Regions from separate parts of the Mus musculus genome. Here all the other regions are linked to region 6. A link is a contact called in public promoter capture Hi-C data. All regions are on one chromosome and are shown on one strand. Each heading gives the region's core, a stretch centred on a gene start, on an enhancer-like site or on the middle of the called end of the contact. The rest is flanking DNA. Distances are from core to core; before and after follow the strand shown.

Region 1 (3,739 bases), core at 353-2,852, 5.5 Mb after region 6:
CGGTTTCTATTTGTAGTTAAAGAATACGTTCCTGTTTGTCCTGCGTTAAGTGCTTCCAAGTTGAGATTTCTCCTTGTAATTAAGGACTGATCCCTGTTTCTTAGATAGGATGTAAACTGCAAAATGTCTTTCAACCAACACTAAACTTGCTACCCGATTCACATGATGTAGGAACATGACCTTGTTCCTTCCCTTTCACATTGTTCTTTGGTTTTGTTTTTACAATGTATAACAGCCAACTCTCTCAGTCCGGTGAACGATCTCTCTCTCTCTCTCTCTCTCTCTCTCTCTCTCTCTCTCTCTCTCTCTCTCTCTCTCTCGTGTAAAAAGGACCTAATGAGGCTGCCGCAAGGGGTGCTCTCAGAGTGAGACAGCCAGCAGGCTAGTACGGGCACACCCCAACACACAGCTTGCTTTAATTGGACAGTCATGGAGTTGGTCTCTTCTCCTGGAGATTCTCCGCTTTAACACCTTCCCAAGCTTCATTAACAGTCATCTTATATCCGTGGTTTGGCACCCTTTATTTTCCCCAGTGAACTGACAGCTAGGAACCATGAACTGAGTTTCAATCTCCTTCACCACATTCTTGAGGCAACGCTGCCCAGACTGGAATGGAACTCCTGGAATCAGGGAACCTCTGCCCTAACCTCCGGAGCGGCTTGAACGACAAAACCCCTTTAGTTTTTTACCATTGTCGCCCCAGCGCTTGCGGCCAATGCCTTCAACTTTGTCCCTACAATAAACTCTTTAAGTAAAACTTACAAAGTATTCATTCACACATTTACGCAATGTTTTTTGCAACCCTCTCCTTCTGGTCAGGTAGAAGTAGGAAAACAGACTTTAAAAGGCATAAATTTTGGTTTATAATCACGTAGACACGAAAATCGTGGGATTCTACCCAAGTAGAATATGGCAAGTTCCCTTCAAAAAGTTTGGCTAAGAAGGTTCCTCTGTTACAGCCCTGTCCACTGCATCCTTGCAATTTACTCAATAAATTCTTTTCTACGCCAGGAAAAAAAAAAAAAAAGTTTGGCTAAAAGGGAGAAACTGCAGAAAATAAATGGACTGATTGTCTAAGTTATTCCCTCTAAGGAAAGGTAGCTTGAAGTAGGCAGGTAGCTAAGGAAAACCCATGTCTGCGAGGCCGAGTCACCTCTCCAAAAGACACCTAATCCCACAACCAGAATCAGATGGACCCTGCTCCGGTCGGGGATCACTCCACAGCAGAGCCCGAAGAGCTCGAGGCCACGCGCTTGGCCGGGGCTCCAGCCTAGAGCGCAGCAGCAGAGGCGCGCGCCGCACAGTTCCGCAAGCTGCCGCTGGCGCATGTTAGGCCGCGTTGCCGTGGGAACGGGAGAACCCTTTCCCAACGTGCTACTGTAGGCCCTCGGAACGTTCGAACCCGCACGGCGCGTCCACGAAAACGGAAGAAAGGCCATAGAATACGTAAGTCTCAGCCAATAAAATCTCTCGAAACTAAGCCTTCTGTTTCCCCGCCATCGGCGAATAGTTTCCCTGTGGTACGCTCCGTGATGGTTGACGCGAAGCATTCTGGGAGTTGTAGTCACCTGTCGGAGCCCCGCAGTCGGCGGGCGTGACGTCACTTCCGGGACGACCCTTGCTTGCACGAAGTAGGTGTTCTTGCCATCGCCAGTGGTGCTTGGTAAGTGATTCTGGTTGTCAGTGACCTCCCCGTATTTACCCCTAGGACTTCGTCAACCGTTAGGAGAATGGCTCCAGGCCCCTAAAAGGAGCTGCTCCTGAGAGGCCAAAAGTCGCGGTACAAACTATCCTCACTTGGATCTCTTGGGTGATCTGGTCACCAGCAGCACCGGGTCATGCGACTCTCCGGGTCAGTCAGTGCATCTTGACAGTAAGGCACTATTTGTCGTATTTAGAAGCTAGCTAAAAGAACTTTTGGTTTTGAAAAGATAGACCTAACTTCCTTAAAATAGTCTTCTCCCTTCGCTTACGTGGCACAGAACTCTCCAGCTTCCCCCTTCTCCTAGCTCAGCTAAGTCCTGCCATCTGTACCGCAGATGATAATCTTCAGCTTACACCCTGAGCTTTCTCTCCGAACCCAATTCATAAGTCTAGTCAACTGCTTCCACTTAAATAAATCATTCAAACTCAGCAGTTACAGAGCCGGCTCATCATTTCCTGTTCTCCCCGCACTCTTCCTTCAGAATTCCCATTCGATAACCCAGCTCACCCCTCCTTGTGCCCACCAAACCCTTGACAAACTTGCCTCATCTCAAGAACAAAGTCAATAATCAAGTCTGGGTTCTACTTCTGGCTGGCTGTATTAAAACCTTCTTTACCGTCCTTGAGCTTTGTCCTTGCTGTCCGTCCATGGGTCATAGTCTAAGTGATCTTTTGCTTTGGTTTTAGGACAGAGCCTCACAAAACCCAGGCTGTCCTTGAACTGGCTACACAGTCAGGAATGACTTTGAAATCCAGACCTTCCTGCCTCTACCTCCCAAGTGTTGGGCTTACAATCGTATACATCAGCCTTCCTACATGTTGTTTCAATTAAGCGAACCTTCACCAATTGGCCACTGTGCTTAGAATGGGCTTACACACATAAGAATACCTCTTTACCTTGGAAAATTTAAGGCTTCTTTTATGGGCTACTTACCTGCCCTTCGAATTTCAGCTTAAATATTACATCTTCATAGAGTATCTTGCTTTAAAAGCCTAAAGAGACCCTGGCGCTTTCACATATGATTGCTTAAAGAATTGTCATAACAACCCTGGTTGAAGTACCATATCTTTTCCCCATTTTTTACAGAAAAGAATAGGCGTGACTGATTATGTTAAGCAGAAATCTTATTGTATAAGTACCCGAGTTAAACCTTACTCTTGCTTGTCTTTTCTTTTTTCTTTCTTTTCTTTCTTTCTTTTTTCTTTTTCTTTCTTTCTTTCTTTCTTTCTTTTTTTTTTTCAAGACAGGGTTTTTTGCTTGTCTTTTCAATCTTCAGTTTATGTAAGTATTTTTCTTACTCAAATGGTAATGTTGTTCTAAATTTATCAAACTTCTCACTGGTAGTTCTCACAGTATTTTCCAGTTTTGAGGGGTTTAGTTTTTTATGATAAACAACAGAATGAATGGACAGCATTATTAAACTTTTTGTTGTTCGCTTAGAATGAAGTTAATGGAGTGAAATTGGGACATGGTGTAGTCTTTGAACAGGTTACATAAAAGCTGTCACTCTTGCAGAGATGTGACAAGAAATTTACAAAATAAAAAACTGCACCGGCACCTACTTCATAATGTTCTGACAATCAAAGGTAATATATGCCCAAGGTTCAGTCATTTGAAGCCTTAGGAGTCAGTTCTAGCTCACTTGTTCCAGAATAGGGTTTGTCTGAGGGATTCATTGCTGTGAACAGGCACCATGACCGAGGCAACTCTTATAAGGACAACATTTCATTGAGGCTGGCTTACAGGTTCAGAGGTTCAGTCCATTATCAAGGCGGAAACATGGCAGCATCCAGACAGGCATGGTGCAGGAGTCGCTGAGAGTTCTACATCCATCTGAAGGCTGCTAGAAGACTGGCTCCCAGGCAGCTAGGACAAGGGTCTTAAAGCCCACACCCACAGTGACACACCTACTCCAGCAGGGCCACACTTTCTAATAGTGCCACTCCCTGGGCTAAGCATATACAAACCGCCACAGGGTTCTTCTGTTAGTGTCTTTTGGGTTGCTGTAATAAGACACCGTGCACATGACCAAGA
Region 2 (3,634 bases), core at 543-3,042, 7.1 Mb before region 6:
CTTGAAAAGGAAACCTTGCTGGATGGACGGAGCCACATCTGTCAGGTGCAAAAGAACAAATGGCTCTATTTACATGAAGTATCTGAAATGCATGGATTCATAAGAGAAGTGAAATATTACAAAAATTTCTGGGGCCTGGGAAGAGGAGGCCATAGAGTTATTGCTTTATGGCTGCAGAGTCTCTGCTTAGGATGAAGAGCAAGTTCTGGAAGTAGGGCTAGGGTGTGCGCAGTAAAAGAATAGGTATTTATAGCATGGGCAATGCCCAGCATCCAAAAACAGACAAACAAGAACCCAAATCAACAACAAAGAACGTGGTAGCAGTAGATAGCGGCGACATTTGCACATGCAGAGTGTAATTTATTATCACTGAACTGTACTTAAAATTATTAAACTGGCAAATTATAGTGTGTGTGTGTGTGTGTGTGTGTGTGTGTGTGTGTGTGTGTGTTTCCCTGAAAACTCGACCAGAGCTTCCCAACACTTCAGGATGACACACCAGATTCCTAACATAGTCATGAATCCTGCATAATCTCTCTGATCTCTAAGAGCAGGCCCCTTTTCTCTACCCTAAAGGCCTTTCTAGGTTACTCTTACTCCAAGCAGCCTCCTTCAGGCTTGCACTTTCTTTCCTGTCCCATAGACACTTCCTTCACAGTGAGGACCTATTGGGAATTGTACCTCCCAACACCCACTGGCCCTCACCCGTCTTTCTTTCATTTTCACTTTGTCAATACTGCACTTGGCATTTTGTGTATCTCTTTCCGCTAAATTGTGAGCTCAAAAATGGGTAAATTTTCTGTTTCATTCATTTTGTTATCTCAGCAGCGCTCAACAATTATATGCTGAATTAGCAGAGCTGGGATGCCATTCAATTGAAGAGCGCTGTATCAAGCAGGTGAGTGGTCCCAGTCTGGGGTTCCATCCTCAAAGCAAGAGGAGACACAGGGGACAACTAGTATACAACGACATCGAGTACCAAACTGCCCTATACGCCGCAGGCTTTGCATACAATCTCTAATAAAAGATCAAGAGGGCATGACAGGGTAGGCCGTACTCTCTTGAGTTCGAGGACAGCCTGGGCTAAAAGTGTGAGGGGCTACAGAAGAGAAGCCGGGTCTCAATAAAACCAAAGGGAAAAATAAGGCTGAAATTTGTTATTTGGGGACTCTGGATTAGCATCCTAAAGAGTTTTTTGCTCTCCAGGTTTTTACATATCAGGTCTATGGGAGAACGAGTCATATTCAACAAGACCAAATGCTCATTAGTACAATGACTTAACCTTAAGAGGTCCAAAACAATTTGCTCAGTAGTGGAAAGTCGGTTGCCTCCCCGGACTCAGTTACCTCTGCCTCCGAAGCGCTATAAACAGCAGCTGGGGCGGAAGAGGCGGGAAAGCCCACTGACGGGACCAGAGGAGGCCTGTGGCTCCGAGGCCCCTTTCCAGGGGATCTGAAGGAGAAAGGAGGCAAGGCTCCCTTTCCAAGAATCTCCCCAACACAACCCCAAGAGAAAGCCTCGTGGGAGAGAGAAACAAGCGTCCGAGATGCGTAGATATAGCCCAGGGTACGCAAAGGGGAGAGGCAAAAGCGGGGAAGGCACGTTACCCTGAGAAGAGCCAGATCTAAGGGTCTTCTCCTCCAGCAGGATGATTTATGGAGGACTGAGAACCAAAGCCCAGGACCCAGGCATCGAGAGAGGCCTCACATTTACTAACTTTATACCAACGGGCGCCTCGGTGCACTTCTGGTCTGGCGACTGCCCTTCCCTGCACTCCGCCCGCGGCCCCGCCCAACCTCTCCCAGCCGCGCCGCCCTCCCACCCACCGCAGCCACCCCGCGCAGCACGCATGCTCAGAGCTGACGGCCGCTGGGCACGCTGGGAAATGTAGTCTCAACGCAGGTGCGGGTGAGTCGCGGGAAATCACAACCCTCCCGCCACCTCTCCTGCCGGCTCTCTCGCACGCCGGGTCCCCGCGCGCTGTCTGCCGTCAGGGCGCGCCCGGAGGCAGAGCCCGAGTCCCCCGTCTTTCCGCTAGCGCGGCTGGGGAGGCGGGGTCCCAAGCCCGGCCCCTCAGGCAGCTCCCCGCCTCCCTCCCGCCCTCCCCGCGGCGTCGGGCCGGTGCCCGAATCCAGGCAGCGGCCGCAGGAGGCGCGGCGGCGGCGGTGGGCGCCGCAGGCGATGCCCCTGCCCCGCTGCTCCGGCGGGGGGCAGAGCGCGCGGCGGCGGCGGCGGCGGCGGGGAAGGAGGCGGGGGGCGGCGGCGGAGGGGCCGAGAGCTGGCGGCGGCGGCGGCGGTGGTCGTGAAGGGCATCGGTGACGGAGATGATGTGAGTGTCGGCTGGCTGGGACCCCCGGGGCTGCCGAGCCGGAGCTGGGCGGCTGGCAGCGTACGGGAATCGGAGCGGGAGGCCTGGGGCGGCAGAGGGGATGCTGTGTGCGCGGTGCGGAGCCGGCCGAGGCCGGAGCGCGAGAGCCGGGCCAGAGTAGGGGTTCCGGGCGGCGGCAGCGGGGGCAGTGCGGACCCAGGGGCGTCTGCGATTGTTCTCAACACCCCTCCCCCATCCCACCCCGTGTGTCTGTTTGTCACTTGCAGCTGAAGATGGAAAGAGCCAGGCGAAGGGGAGGCGGCGGCAGCGGCGGCGGCCGTGGCCGCGGAGGCAAGAATGTAGGGGGCCCTGGCCTAAGCAAGAGTAGACTCTATCCCCAGGCCCAGCATTCTCACTACCCCCACTACTCCGCGTCAGCCACCCCTAATCAGTCTGGGGGCACATCCGAAATCCAGGAGCTAGCCTCCAAACGTGTGGACATCCAGAAAAAGAGGTTTTACCTAGACGTGAAGCAGAGCTCCCGGGGCCGCTTCCTAAAGATAGCCGAAGTCTGGATAGGGAGAGGCCGGCAGGACAATATCAGAAAGAGTAAACTGACCCTCTCCCTGTCGGTAGCAGCAGAGCTGAAGGACTGTCTAGGCGACTTCATCGAGCACTATGCCCATCTGGGCCTGAAAGGCCACAGACAGGAGCATGGCCAGAGCAAAGAGCAAGTCTCCAGGAGGCGGCAGAAGCACTCTGCACCCTCCCCACCGGTGTCAGTGGGGTCAGAAGAGCATCCTCACAGTGTCCTCAAAACGGACTATATAGAGAGGGACAATAGGAAATACTACCTGGACCTAAAGGAAAACCAACGAGGTCGCTTCCTAAGGATTAGACAAACCATGATGCGGGGCACTGGCATGATCGGTTACTTTGGCCACAGTTTGGGCCAGGATCAGACTATTGTCCTCCCAGCACAAGGTATGATTGAATTTCGTGATGCCTTGGTTCAGCTGATTGAAGACTACGGCGAAGGAGACATAGAAGAACGAAGGTGTGGAGACGACGACCCACTTGAACTCCCAGAGGGGACCTCTTTCAGAGTGGACAATAAAAGGTTCTACTTTGATGTGGGCTCTAATAAATATGGAATTTTCCTGAAGGTAAGTGAGGTGAGACCGCCTTACCGTAATACTATTACTGTTCCGTTCAAAGCTTGGACAAGGTTTGGGGAGAATTTTATCAAGTATGAAGAAGAGATGAGGAAAATTTGCAACAGCCATAAGGAAAAGAGAATGGATGGCCGTCGGGCCAGTGGTGAAG
Region 3 (3,351 bases), core at 479-2,978, 9.3 Mb before region 6:
TATCTTTTAATAGGCCTCGCTCGTCCCCTAACATGAATACATATATTCTTATAAACAACAACAAAGTCGCAAGAAAAACCTAAATGCAGATACGACCATACCCTATTACTCAGCAACAGAAGTTCATTTATAGTTAGTAACTACTTCCCCAGAATTATTTTCAATACATACATACATTCTAGCATCTGTAGTATGCCCTTATGTATAGTGTGAACAAAATGAGCCCTATCACATTTACATTGTAACTTTTTTTACATGTGTTCATTATCCATTGTCCAATTCTGCACAGCACTAGATACTTAGATATACACACCATCATCACAACCTTATTACCTTCTACCTTGTCTCTCTAATGTGTTCTGCACTCTAAAGTAAAGGCACTGCCGTCTCCAAACACAAACCCTGGCGTTTGCTGGATGAGAACAATCCTACGGTCCTTACATCCCGGAACCTGGTGAAGTGCATAGTATATAAAAACGGTGCATCAAGTTGCAATCACTAAAGCCACATATGGGGGTGTGTGTGTGAGCATAAAGGTCTCTAGATGGACTGCACTGAAGAGCCAAGAAGGACCCTAGAGCAGTTAAAGGGGGGAAGAACGAAGGGCCAAAGAATAAAACACACAGGGGTAAGGATTGTAGGAAACGAGAAGTGGAGTGGGTGTATTATTCAGCTTCGTGGTCAGACCTCTTACACATCATTTGGTCACACCTCTTTCCTGGGCACCGGATTTGTCTGTGCGCCCAGCTGCCCACTTAGCATCTCTAAAAGGATCCCGATGGTAAACATACCCCAGTGCAACTCTCATTTTCACGCTCTTCTTAAATTAAAAAAAAAAAAAAATACAACAGTTCTCCCTAGTTCCCACTAAAAAAGACCTGGAAACCATTTCCTTCAAGGTTCTCCCTGACCTTGTCCGGGCAAGCCTATCAAATCCAGTCTCCCCCTCATCCTCTGGATTCCTGTAACAAGTCCTTCCCTATCTCTCATCTTTGTACCTTTACTATTCCTACGGCTCTTCAGTGGCTGCCTCAGTCCCAATTCTGGGGTTTTTAGCCCAATGTGACTGATCTACCGCTCTTTCTCCATTACTCCTCTTTCATAGTACCGTTATTCTCCATCCCCAGAGTGCTCATGAGAGCAGAGGTTTTTTTGGTTTTTTTTAAATGTCTTTTGCCCGACTGTTAACAACCAATCATCACACTGAACCTACACCAGTTGGATACTGGCTATGTACTTACAACTCTGTGAACAGACAAACGAAGTCTTACTTCCGAAACTACGCCTCGGGCAGGCTGCAGAGCAAAATAAAAAGCCTAACACTGGAGAGGTAGCGCTCATGGAGGAGTTCCCTAAGCACGGATTTTAAACATCGCATCTCTCCCGCCTTGCCACCCCGAGACAACTGCCGTTCAGATGGCAGCTGGCACAAAGGGCTTCACTGCCAAGCACTAGGGACTAAGGAAGCCCACCCGGCGGGCTGGGGCTGGGGTGGCCTGGCCTTCTACACGCGCGTGGGAAGCCACTATCGGAAATCGGGGCTCTGCAAGTCTCGCCATCCGGGAGAAGCGGAGACAAACGGGCCGTCTGAGCGTGCGGGACTGAATCCTAAATGAGCGAAATGCCGCGCAAAACCCAGTGGTGCCAAGGCGAGAGGAGGAAAACTCACGTCGTCCGACTGCATGGTGCCGGCAGCTCAGCTCGCCGCATTAGGAAGGACCGGGGAAGCGGCCACGCTTCTTCCGCGGAGCCACTTCCGGAGAGCCACTAACCTATCGCGAGAACGTCTCAGTGTCCCAGAAGCCCGTGACGTCCCCGGGCACAGTGAGCATGCGCGCTTCCGCGCCAGCGCACGCTTGGATCCTGGCGTGCTCGCCTCCGGCAGCCCTTGCCCTAGGAGCGCACATATCGTCTTGTCCTGCTTGCTGTGTCTCTGCGCGAGCTCCAAACCTCTAAAAAGTGGGGCTTCTTTGTCCTCTCTAACCCAAGGCGCACCCTCCGAGTCACTTGTGCACGCGCGGGGCTTTAATGCTAATTACCGTCCCATTTCTGGCCGTGGCCGCGTGCCTGGAAAGCCTGAAGCCGTCAGCTCTTTTACCAACCCGCGGGAACTTCTAGCAGCCATCTCCGTTCTCACTTTGAAACACACACGGCAGTGTCGTATGGGGAAACAACATAACAAACGAAAAAAACCTGTATGCATGTGACCCCCAAACGGACAGATTCTACTGTCGCTCCCTTGCTCCTTCTGTAAGGATCAAACTCGGGTTACCAGACTCACACTCCTTCCTGAGCCATTATCCAGGCCTGAGAAAGTGCTTTTAAAAGGTCAGCAGGAGTGATAATAAAATGAGGGTTGCTTCCCCAGTTCTCCCTTTTGAAAGCCATTAAGTAGTTCAAGTGATTTTGAAGAAATTGTCATGTGCCAAATACAGTCCCGGACAGAGCAATGAAGGGGAACAATGTTCTACACCCTCAAGGTCCTTACTTAGCAATGGGATTCAGAGACTTGTACCATAAACTGTATAATATAATGTTTAAGTACTGTTAAGTGCTGTAAAAGCAACGAGGCAGCTGTGAACACTCAGCTAGTGGGGAGGTTGGTTCGGGAGCTTGAGACCAACTTGAGTTTTACAGGGAGGTCATAGCCGGATGCTGGCAATGGTGATAACGATGAGGATAACGCAAAGTAAGTTAGTGGAGACAGGTTCTTTTAGAAAGGTTTATATGTAGCAGACAATGGCCTAGTCGGTCATCAATGGGAGGAGAGGCCCTAGATCCTGTGAAGGTTCTATGCCCCAGTATAAGGGAATGCCTGGAGTGGAATGCCAGGAATGGGAGTGGGTGGGCTGGGGAGCAGGGGGAGGGGGTAGGGGATTTTCGGAGGGGAAACTAGGAAAGGGAATAACCTTTGAAATGTAAATAAAATATCTTTTAAGAAAGGAAGGTTTATTGGGAGAATGCGGTAGAAGTAAGTGATAATTAGGTAGAGAATCACATTGAGGTAATGCAGTAAGTTGTGGCATCAGGGTGTGTGTGCCTTTTAAGGAAAGATAATGAAGAGCCCTACACTTAAGGAGATAGTTGGAGTAAAAACAGACAAAGGAAAAGTGTGGGCTAGAGAACGGAGAGCAAGAGGAAAGATCAGTAGGAAATTAAACCAGGAGGAACCCAGACCCAAAGTATATGCAGCCTTACAGTACAGCAAAGTATATGACCTTTGTGGTAAACATCTGAGGTCTGCATGCTAGATTGCATCTCTGATGAAACAGTAACGTATGACAGCGTGATATTGCTCTCCTCACAGCTCTCAAACTGAGTGTGGGTGCAGCCAACAGTGTGGTTGGCCTT
Region 4 (3,559 bases), core at 704-3,203, 9.4 Mb before region 6:
GGTGGATCTCTGTGAGTTCAAGGCCAGCCTAGTGTTCTGGAGCACTTTTTCGCCCCCAAGACAGGGTTTCTTTGTGCAGTCCTAGCTGTCCTGGAACTCACTCTGTAGACCTGGCCTCTGGAGCACTTTGGTGGAGCACGCCTTTAATCCCAGCACTTGGGAGGCAGGCGGATTTCTGAGTTTGAGGCCAGCCTGATCTACAGAGTGAGTTCGAGGCCAGCCAGGACTGCACAGAGAAAACCTGTCTCAAAAACTCAAAACCATCCAAACAAACAAACAAACAAAACAATATCTGGGCTTAAGCTCCAGAGTTAGTAAATGTCACATTTCTCCCTGGGGCTCTAAAGTGGAGGGGGTGGGGTTTAGGGGAGGATCCGAGAGGCCTTTAGAAACCCTTTGCAGTGATCCCACTAAGACAGCCAGGCGGTGGTGCCACATACACAACTCTCAAGAGACAGAGGTAGTCAAACCTCTATGTTTGGGGTTAGCCTGGCTACATAGTTAATAACCCCTGTTTCATAACAATAACAACAACACCTAGAAATTTGATCTGTACACGACACTGCCCCCACTAAATTGATGAACTACAGTGAGCCTTCCATATTGTTAAGTTACACAAATATTGGGGGGTGGGGGGTATGCAACTTGATGTTAAGGGAAGTACGGTGTATATGCAAACACCACAATCACCGTCCACAAAGGCCTTCTGGATTTGGAGACTATCCGACCATCCCCAGAGATAAGAAGATTGCATTTGTTCCAGCAGCCCTGAGATGCAGGTCAGGATATTTGATACTTTAACGACTGTGCTTGGAAATGGCAAAACATTCATTCGCATGCATTAGCTCGCTCAGGGGCCAGAGACTCAGTTCCAACAAATCAATAGTGGGATGATAAGTCCTGACAAAGGAAGAGCAGGCCGTTTTGCTTGCTTATTTGTGGGTCTACTCAACACACTGCTTCTGAACGTGGCTGTGGCGCCTTGCACCGGGGTACTTTCAATGATACTCTATGCACTGATGGTAATACTTTCTTTTAAGTGGAAAGATAAACAAAAGCATACATAAACAAGCCTGAGTATGGTGGCACAGGCCTTTCATCCTAGCACCCTGGAGACAGAGGAGGGCAGATCTCTGGAGTTGGAGGTCAGTTAGGACCAAATAGCTTTCCATTAGCAAAATAATAAACATATAAAATAAACTATGCAATGTCATCCAAAATAAATAATACTACATGGAGATTTGAGATCCCCCCCCCCCTTCATCCCCTGTCCATTCAACACCGAAGCAAGACCCCTGTCCCGGCCATTGACAAAGCCAGTTTCCGGGTTTTCGCCACAGTCTAGGAGATTGGAATCCTGGCACGGTATGGCCTTCAGCTTTAGGCCTTATTCTTGTTTGTAAAAGAAGGCTCTGTCCTGAAGTGATGTGAGAACAATAGCCCTTTGAAGATGGAGTTTTGAGTTTCATCTGCTTTGCCCTCTTTGCCTCAGTTCTCTCCTTTCGCGGTGGGTCTGGGAATGCGCTAGCTGCCACGCATAACCAGGTCTAAAGGCGAAGGACAAGTGGAACCAACTCCCAGGACTGCCTTCTACAGAGCTATAGAAATTCGAGACAGACACGGATCTGTAGGCGGAAAACAAAAGTGGCACTAATCCTCGTGTCATTCCACCACCATAGCCCTCCCCGCCCGGGTCCTAGGAGGCGGCGATCTTCGCCCCCTGCAGGCGTCGCCTCTCACGCCGTTCTGCAGGCTAGGGACTCCCCAGGTCTGGCTAGGAGGCGGGGTAGGAATCTACCCAGAAAAAAGCTCCCCTGTCCAGAGGGTAAACTGGCTTGTAAATAATACCCCAGGGCAGGAGAAAGGCTCCCATTGGCCGGAGGGCAGGTGACGAAAAGGGGGCGGGCTCCCGGGAGGGAGCAGTCCTAGGGAGGGGGGTGTGAGCCGTGCGGTGTCAGTTTTCGGAATCCCAGCGCGCACTGCTCAGCGCAGTGGGACCCAAGCCCGGCTTCGTGTCCTGGCTACTGCCTTCTCGGCCGGGCATCCCGGCTCTCTCGGCTGCCCTCCCGGCCCGGGCCCTCGGTAGGGCTTCGCTCCGAAAAGACTTTGCTTCCTCCTCTGCCCTCTTTGTTGCTCTGCAAACCGGCCTCTCTGTAACCCTTGACTCCACTCCTCCGGGAGTTGCATCTCCATCCCGGCGGTCTCAGTGCACAGCCCCTCCAGCTCCAACACCTTGCCTCGGTTTGCTCCCGGAAGCCGACCTTGACTTCATTGATGCACCCATTCCAGTGGTGTAACGGTGAGTCCCTGGACCGGTGGGAGAACAGGGACCGCGCAGGTTCAGGTCCTGAGCCGAGTTTCCCGGTGTCTGGGACGGCCCAGAAGGCGTCCTGGCGCCCTGCTGGGCTCTGCACAGCGCGCAGTTAGAAAGATCCCATTCACTTTGTTGGGAATAAAGGGGGTCTGGAAGCGAGTGGAGGGCCAGGGGCGTGTGAGCCGAGTCTTCCCGGCCTTTGTATGGCGGTCCATCTCTTCTACCCCTTCGCCTGCCTTTGTGCGCTCTCAAACTCTGTTCTTTGTTGTGGTGGTTGGAGAATTAAATCCGCGCTCGGGCTAGGATCTCCTAGAGGGAGCTCAAGTTCCGGTTCTGAAACTTTGCAGGCTATTTTAAATATGTATACAGTGCAGCGTGCGGGACAAGGCGCGGGGTGACTTTCTTTTTCTTTGTTGGTTTTCACTGGCTCCTAGGGGCCAGACGCTGGATTAAAAGAGCGTCGCTTTACTGAATAGATAAAGCCTTGCAGAAAGAAAGCTGGGCCCCCAGCTCAGGGCTGGCCTGGCAAAAGCTTTGCTTTCTGGCAATAAGGCCAGACCCTGGGGTCTGCTTTCAGCCTAGGTGGTGACGGTACCTTCCAGCACAGCCAGCCACCCACCACCAACCGCTTCCCACACCCCACCGCGTGATGATGCTAAATTAGTTCATCTGAGGCTTTGGGGCAGCTCAGGTGTTACAGGTTAGAAAGCGGGTCTGGATTTCCTGTCTAGGCTACCTGTTGGATCTTTCTGAGCCAAGTCTTCGATGTTAATACCACCCACCCTTCCCCCAGAAGTACCCAAAATCTTGATCACTTTTTCTAGGCAAGTTGGCGAGGTGGAAAGAAGCTAACTTTTTTTTTTTTAAGTTTTTTGGTATGGCAGTCTGGTTGCTTGTGAAAAATCCATTCTTAAGTAGACTTCTGCATGATCTTGGACTAATTATTTCAAGAGTCTTTTGTTTTAAAGCAGGGTTTGGGCCGCATGTGTATGAGTAGCCCCCATCCCCCCTCCTTCCTCCTTTTGCTGGTCGGATCTAATTTCCTGAAAATGAACCAAGCTGTGTGTGATAGGCTGGTAATGGAGAGGAGGGGCGGGAATGGGGGGTTGAGGCCTGACGGTGTATCCCAGCATCTGGGAAAGATTCCCTTTGGCTGGAAAGAAGCAGTTCCCAGATCCGCTGGTCTTGGCCAGCCCCGCTCTGACGTCATTCCAGCTTGCAGACTGCCAGCTGAGATGAGACATT
Region 5 (3,338 bases), core at 45-2,544, 7.0 Mb after region 6:
GGAGAGGCAGAGGCAGGGGGCAGTTTCAGGCCAGCCAGGGCTATGGAGATATCAAAGACAGCCTCCCAACTCCCCCCCAAAAGAAAAAGAAAGATGTGGGATTTTAGATATATTCTATTTTAGCCAACAATATTTTCCAAACATCATTATAAGTTATCGATGAACTTGTAAAAACCTATTTGTGCATTGTCTTCAAGCCTGTGCGTATTTTATAGGAACTGCACACCCTCCGTTAAACTAGCAGATTTCAAGTGCTCTCTAGCCTTCCCTTAGTTACTGGCTCTCACAGCTGACAGTGTAAATCTTTTCCAACAACGTCATGAAAACTACACCAGCAATCCCGGCTTTATTCTACCTTACAAGCTTGGACACTTGCAATGGTCCTGACTATGCTGTAGGAAAATTTAAAAAGGAACGGAACAGGACAAGTGTTGACTGAATAGATTTCAGTGACACACAGGAAAGAAATCGCTTCCTGATTTCCCGGAAAATAATGGAGAAACCAAGCAAACCATTGACAGAGAGGGAACATGGAGAAGTACAAAGTTAAGTCCTCAGCACCAGATCACCTCGTCAGTGCAATCTATCATAGAAGAGAAACAAGCTAACCCAATCAGAGTATCTACTAAAGAAGACGGCTATCAATAAACAGGTGGTTTGGGATGCAAGTCACCGGCTAACAAGCAAGGATTCAGAGACATCCGATTGCAAAACGCTCAAATGAAGAACCAAAGGGCTGTCCCTAGGATCTCAGCATTAGGCTCTAGTAGCTGCCACTGGGCAAGGAGAATAACCTCAAAGTCCTAGAAACTGACATTATTTTCCTCCACCACTCCCACCTCTCTGGCAATAATTCTTTGCAGGGGAAGGAGAAACGCCAAGATTGCATCGGTGGACGCCAAGGGGAAACGCAGGCCACCAAGCCAGCCGGGATAGCCTGGCCTGGAAGGTCTCTGGGCCCAACTCACCCTGGCCGCACGCCCTGGACCCGCTGCAGCTGCGGCGAGTCGCCGTCAGCCCCGAAAGAGGCAAGAGAGCCAGGCAGGGGCGTCTAGGAATGCGGCCACCGACAAGCAACAGCCCCAGCCGCAGACCGGGCGACAGAAGGCGACACTTCCTTTTCCCCGCCTCCGCTGGCACAGGAAGCACTTCCTGGGCTTGAGTGACAGCACTCCACACCAGTCCTGGAATAGAACGGGTTTCCTTGTTAGGAAGGTGTTCCATTTCCTAGAGGAGAAAGAGTTGGGGGCGGAAAGAGAAGGAGCCAATAGGAGACGCGATCGTGAGAAGGGGCGGGGCTTCCTCGGTACCGCCCATCAGTAACTGGTCAGAGGTCTAGGTGTCCCTTAACGTGATCCCGGTTCCCGATCACACATAACGCGATCCTGGGTTCCCGGCCCACAATCGACTGCCGGTGGCTTGGTGCTGCCGAGGATCTGGAGCGCACGAGGTCGTACCCACGGCTGCGAGGAGGATTTCTCTAGACCGAGGCGCGGAAACGGGGTGCCCCGGCCTCCCGCCCGCTGCCCGCCCGTTCATCGCGGTAGCGAACGCCGTGCGCCCGGCACGATGGGTGCCAACGAGGACCAAGAGGTGAGAACCCAGGACTAGACACCCCTGTCCCGGCGCAGGTCACGACGTGGAGCACCCAGACTTCGCACGTGTCCTTTGCTCTGAGAACCTTCTTCGCCTGTCCGGATGTCCCACGTTGGTGGTTCCCCTGCCAGATAGCACTGGGCAACCTTATGGCCAGCAAGCACGAATGGGTTACGTGAGACTCAGCCTCCCGCTTCCCTCATTTGTCATTTTTGTATTTAGGTCTTCCTAGATTTCCTTGGTAAGATGAGTGTCCTTGGTCCACGACCCTAGAGCACTTGGCCGTCCTTAAATCCCTTGTGTGGCTTAGCGCTTGTGTGTCGAGTTATTCTGTCTTCAAATCTGAACGCCTTTAAATTTGAAAACTTGTGGTCTCGTGGAAAGGGTCGATCGAGTAAGTAAAATCTCTACAGAAAAATGAATGACCCTGGTGTTTCGGTTTCTGTCCATAATGCTCAGTGAAGTCACTCCTCAGTCTGTTGTTGAGGGATATACAATATTTTTGAGCATCCTCATGTCAATCAGAATTTTGTAGTTTGTGTTTTGGTTTTTGTTGTTGTTGTTATTGGTGGTGGTGGTTTGTTTGCTTTGCAAAATATCAAAGTCGGAAGGAATAGGTCCTATAAATCACCTGTCATTGAACTTTCCAACTCTGTAATGTGTCCAGATGAAAAAGGAAAAAGAGCACCCTAGCTTGGTGAACGTGGTAGAGTAAGGATTAGAAGATAAATCCCACCTGGCGGTAGTGGTGTACGCCTTTAATCCCAGTGTTAGGGTGGCAGAGGCAGGCTGATGTCAGAGTTTGAGACTAGCCTGGTGTTCCAAAAATGCCTTCTCAAACAAAGAAGACAAATCTTATGTAGCAGTAGACTCCTTGTGTAGTAGTAGATACATAGTAATTTGTTGTTTGTTTTGAATATGTTGCTTAAAAATTAACATTTGACAATGTGGGTGTTAATAGAATCTAGACTACAAATACTCCATACAGGAACCCCACATTCACAAGGTAATTGGTATCTGAATATCCTGCTAAAATATTCTTACCAGTTCAATGAATCCAAAGCATTAATAAATCCAGGTGAGGGAGACTAGAGAGGAAGGGTTAGAGACTACTAGTGAGTGGTTACAGACATAAATGGAGAAGAGGAAAGTCTAATGTCATTTTACACAGTGAATGACTCGTTTTACAGTACCCTGTGCATTTCATAATAGCTAGAAGAGCTTCGAATGATTCATTGACAAATAAGTGGTTGAAAACTTGGGGTGATAGTTGTAACAGGGACACTTACCAAAGAACTGCATTGTATCCCATAAATAAATACAATTTTTAAAATAGTTTTTTTTTTTAACATATATGAGTGTTTTGCCTACATATATGTATGTGTACCACTCGGGTGTCTGGTACCCAAAGAGGCTGGAAGAGGATGTTGGATACCCGAACTGGTGTTCTAGACAGCTGGGAACCACCATATAAGTGCTAGAAATTGAACCAGGTCTCTCCGTTCTTAACCCCTGAGCCATCTCTCCAGCCCCAACCAATAAAATTATTCTGTGTCAGTTTGAAAATAGTTCTTTCTCCGAGCAAAGCACAATGTAACACTTAATGGATTTGACTGCCGGGCCACCATCACCACTGGTTGCTGACTCCACCTCAGACCTAACGAGTCAGAATTTCTGTGGTAGAGTCCAGGAATCTTTGATTTCAGCAGCGAAGTTTTATTCTTCCTCATGATAGGTGTCTG
Region 6 (3,765 bases), core at 582-3,081:
ACACACACACACACACACGTACTTATTCACTCACACACTTCCCACTTCACCCTTACAAAAGGCATTTTAAAAAGCTTTAGTCATGTCCATACCATAGCAACATAATTATATTTTCGGATAACTTGACGGATTTTCTTCATCTCTTCATCCAGGTTACAAGCCCAAACTTCACAAATTCTTTGGCTATGATCTACGGTTGCTGCTGGCATAGTGACAGCACAAGGAGTCTAGATGTGGAGCATCAAAATGTTATACTTGATTGAAGATTTGTGTCATAAAAATACTTTACCCTTTACTTATGCACCTGTTGAAATAAAAAAACACCAATATCATGAATGTGAATTATAAAACTGGGCTGGTATAAACCTTATTTATACAAAGTTCATGACTCATAACAAAATCAAGTTTTAGACAGTTCCTTTTCTCAAGGTATACAGCTAATATTTAGAGGATAAAAGCACCACACCGCCGATTTCCCAACTGAATATAAATTTCACTAATTAAGATTTGCTCCGAGTTCAATTCACTCCACACAAAACTTTGAACCATTTCAAGCCAAAAAAAAAAAAAAAAATCAACAAAATCAAACGTTTCATAACAGAATGCTTGCTTTTATTCTTCTAACAAAACATTTAAAAATCTTACTCATTCAAAGCAGAGCAGAGGAAACATTTTTCTTAAAAATGTTTTGAAAAGCCATTAGGCAATCTCAGAAACAAATATAGCGGGAGGGAGAAAGAAAGAAAGAAAGAAAGAAAGCAAGCAAGCAGGTAGGCAGGCAGGCAATGAAATGTGTACATTTAAAAATTTCTAATTTCAAAAACTGGCAACCCAAGAGAGACCTCACGTCTCTGCCATCCACACAAGGTTCACGGTATACAATGGTAAGATAATTAATCAGACGGACAGGGACCAAACACACAATAACCCCCGACAAAACCAGCGAGTTAAAAGAGGGTGGCCTGGTGTCCCAAACTCCTAAATGTACGCTGGAGAAAACAAAAGGTGATGCAGGGCACGCCTTCTTTCTTCCTCCCCTCCGTCCTCACACCGGTCCCTACACGCGCTCTACCGACACACTGTACTTTAACCCTGCTTTCCTCCACCCGCTCTTCTCTACTGCGGTCTCAGGGGTCCCTCCAAGGGGCAGCCAAGGCCTTCTCATCCCTGAGGTCGCGCGTCCTCCGTGGGCGAGCAACGTGGAGAGAGCACGGCCGCCTTCATGTCAAGGATAAGTCGCTCGGCTGGCCGCCGGCCAGGAGCAGGGTGCCTATTCGCATGGCCTAGAGCCAGACCGACTACCCCCAAAAACCACTGCCGAGGACGAAAGCCACCGGGGCCCCAAGTAGGCCACCGCCCTCCACTCGCAATTTCCTTCCCACAACGAAGTCCCAGGTACAAAGCGGTGGCGTCATCACTGCGCGCCGCGCCCCTGACAGCCCCCACCCGCCCCCCGCCCGTTAGCACCGCCGTCCCCCCGGGCTCCCCGCCTCCGCCAGTTCCGTCCCACACAGCCACGCTTAGGCGGGCGCCATCGCGCGCGCCAATCTCGGGCTCCCCACTCCCAGCCCCTTTTCCCAAGGCGCCCCAGCACGCCCGGGCCCCCGCCGGATCTACTTGGGTCTCTGAGCTCGCGCTCCTCCTCCTCCTCCTCGCCATAGAGCTAGCACCCGGCGGCGGCGGTGGCGGTGGCGGTACCGGCGGCGGCGGCGGGAGCCCCATAGACGCCTCTCGCCCTGCGAAAGGGGGAAAGGGGAGCTGGAGCGGCGCTCGGCCCAGCGCGGCGACGTCGCTCCTCGCACGTCCCGCCGAGGGCGCGGCCTGATGACGCCGGGCGCCGGGTGGGCGGGGCCCTCCCTCAGGAGGCGGGGCGGGCAGGTGACGAACGCCCCGGCGTTGGAGCAGCTGAGCCGGCAAGGCGACCAGGCCTAGCTAACTGACCCCGGGGTGGTGGTGGCCCGGAGCACACCGGGGTTCCGTCCAGCCGACGAGTCGCCCTTCTCCAGCCGCCCGCAGTGGTAGCTCGGACCCCCGGGGCCAGGGACTCACGAGCGCGGCGTGTGGGAGACGGCGCGGCCCCTGGGCACCCCGTCCGGGCCGTGCTCGATCGCCCGGGAAGCACTGGGCTAAGCGAGGAGCAGCAGGCCAGAACCTTGTAGGGCCTCGGGCCCGGGGACCCGAGGAGGATGAGCTGGCTCTTTCCCCTGGCGAAGAGCGCGTCATCCTCCGCGGCTGGGTCCCCTGCCGGCCTCACCAGTCTCCAGCAGCAGAAGCAGCGGCTGATCGAGTCACTCCGGAACTCCCATTCCAGGTGACGACTGGTGGCTTCGGCCCAGGGTAAAGTAGGACGGGAGGGCGGGCTGCTTGCAAACACACCGTGTGCGAATCCGTAGGCCGCTCCATCAGCTGCCTCCTGTTGATGGGTCTTCCAGTGGGGTTAAGCGCTTGCTTCCCTAGTTTGTGTCCCTGGTGCCCCACCGCTGTTCAGCTCCTCTCTTGACTTGGCTCATCTCCACTGACAAACGGAGTCATCTCTCTTTAATCTGTATACAGCACCCCTAGCTCACACGCTAATTTTCCTTTTGATCTACCTGATTGTAGCATTGCCTTCGAATTGTTAACATGCTAAGAGACAGTTGGAAAGATAATTCCCAACAGTTTTATGAACTGAAAATTTAAACTGTTGCAACGTCAAAGAAAAGGGAAGCCAGTGTTTTTAGTTAACTCTGTCCTGGTGACAATCCTTTTGAGTCTGTAATTAAAGCTCACCCTGTTCCAATAACCTCTTTCTGTCTTGTAATTGTTAGAGTCTTTAGACTTCTCACTTTCTTCTATTTGGCTCCACACTTAGGACTTGCCAGACAACCATCTGCATTATCTGTTGTCTTTTGAGTTTGCTTGTTGTATTGTAGTCAAACTAGAAATACAGGAAATCAGATTATTTCGACTTTTTTTCTTAAATATAAAATTGTTTGCTGCAGTCTTTTTTTTAAATTAGATATGTCCGTGGCTGCTACAGGCTTTCAAATATTAGAGCTGCTTTGCGATATATGGATTTTACAATTAACTAACAGCTTCACAGCACATTTTATAAAGCATATTAGAGATCAACATGATTAAACTCTAGACTTTCAAAAACCTTGTCACATTATACACATTATAATATGTTATACAATATAATTATGTATGTATACATACCTACTCACACATCCATGAGATAATAACATCAAGTTATTGAACACACCATCAAGGGCTATTTTTGTGTTACACATCTATTTTCTTCCCAAGCAAGTAAGCTATAACCTAAAAAAACATTGTCTAAAGAAAAATTCACTACAAAATCAGTTTGAATGAGGCCTGTTGCTGACTGAACTGAGTTTCTTGGTTGTCAACTTCATTTTTGGTTGTAGGAAAGTTTCAAAAAGTCATTTACTGTCTTTTTAAGTAGAAAAGAGTAGCTATCCTTTATTGTTGGTTTCACTGTGGAAAATTCAACTCATAAAGTTGTCCCACTTTGTCGGGTGTGATGGCTTTTCCCCACTCATGGTAAGGTCATGATCCATGCCTGCTCTTAAAGCTTTGGGTTGGCTACACGAGAGAACAAAATAGACTTGTGTAAGCCAAATTTTATGTGGTGTGGAGCTTTCATAAACGAAGACCCCGAGTCCCAGGGAAACCTTTTTGTCTTAGGAGTAGGCAGTGGGTGGGAGAGTGTTAGGACAAAAGGGCACGATCTAATGGTGGTAGACTGAAATGGAGGAAACT

The links. Promoter capture Hi-C pulls out the DNA fragments that hold promoters and counts their contacts.
Region 1: a promoter capture Hi-C map of pre-B cells shows a contact between it and region 6. The contact joins the promoter of Ufsp2 here to the promoter of Cnot7 in region 6. A contact is called at or near these places in 2 of 39 promoter capture datasets (liver and pre-B cells) and 1 of 9 other capture datasets (adipose tissue).
Region 2: a contact with region 6 is called in a promoter capture Hi-C map of pre-B cells. The contact joins the promoter of Wrn here to the promoter of Cnot7 in region 6.
Region 3: a promoter capture Hi-C map of pre-B cells shows a contact between it and region 6. The contact joins the promoter of Mak16 here to the promoter of Cnot7 in region 6. A contact is called at or near these places in 2 of 39 promoter capture datasets (liver and pre-B cells) and 2 of 484 Hi-C or Micro-C datasets (CD4 T cells and CD8 T cells).
Region 4: a contact with region 6 is called in a promoter capture Hi-C map of pre-B cells. The contact joins the promoter of Rnf122 here to the promoter of Cnot7 in region 6. A contact is called at or near these places in 2 of 39 promoter capture datasets (cranial neural crest and pre-B cells) and 1 of 484 Hi-C or Micro-C datasets (B cells).
Region 5: a contact with region 6 is called in a promoter capture Hi-C map of pre-B cells. The contact joins the promoter of Rwdd4a here to the promoter of Cnot7 in region 6. A contact is called at or near these places in 3 of 39 promoter capture datasets (hippocampal neurons, liver and pre-B cells) and 1 of 484 Hi-C or Micro-C datasets (CD4 T cells).

What each region holds. Positions count from the first base shown.
Region 1 is chr8:45,973,926-45,977,664 of GRCm38.p6, forward strand. Ufsp2 (UFM1-specific peptidase 2) reads left to right here and starts at 1,603. Exons shown (of 12, transcript NM_138668.2): 1 at 1,603-1,663. 1700029J07Rik (RIKEN cDNA 1700029J07 gene) reads right to left here and starts at 1,327. Exons shown (of 7, transcript NM_001033148.3): 1 at 1-1,327.
Region 2 is chr8:33,383,735-33,387,368 of GRCm38.p6, forward strand. Wrn (Werner syndrome RecQ like helicase) reads right to left here and starts at 1,793. Exons shown (of 34, transcript NM_011721.4): 1 at 1,608-1,793. Purg (purine-rich element binding protein G) reads left to right here and starts at 2,108. Exons shown (of 2, transcript NM_001382855.1): 1 at 2,108-2,329; 2 at 2,596-3,634. The coding sequence starts at 2,602.
Region 3 is chr8:31,166,996-31,170,346 of GRCm38.p6, forward strand. It overlaps Mak16 (MAK16 homolog), which reads right to left and starts at 1,729. Exons shown (of 10, transcript NM_026453.3): 1 at 1,670-1,729. The coding sequence starts at 1,684.
Region 4 is chr8:31,109,874-31,113,432 of GRCm38.p6, forward strand. It overlaps Rnf122 (ring finger protein 122), which reads left to right and starts at 1,954. Exons shown (of 6, transcript NM_001368375.1): 1 at 1,954-2,299. The coding sequence starts at 2,275.
Region 5 is chr8:47,532,351-47,535,688 of GRCm38.p6, forward strand. Rwdd4a (RWD domain containing 4A) reads left to right here and starts at 1,295. Exons shown (of 8, transcript NM_203507.3): 1 at 1,295-1,593. The coding sequence starts at 1,570. Trappc11 (trafficking protein particle complex 11) reads right to left here and starts at 1,120. Exons shown (of 30, transcript NM_177240.3): 1 at 969-1,120.
Region 6 is chr8:40,509,923-40,513,687 of GRCm38.p6, forward strand. Cnot7 (CCR4-NOT transcription complex, subunit 7) reads right to left here and starts at 1,832. Exons shown (of 7, transcript NM_011135.5): 1 at 1,618-1,832; 2 at 93-304. The coding sequence starts at 209. It overlaps Vps37a (vacuolar protein sorting 37A), which reads left to right and starts at 1,861. Exons shown (of 12, transcript NM_033560.3): 1 at 1,861-2,311. The coding sequence starts at 2,187.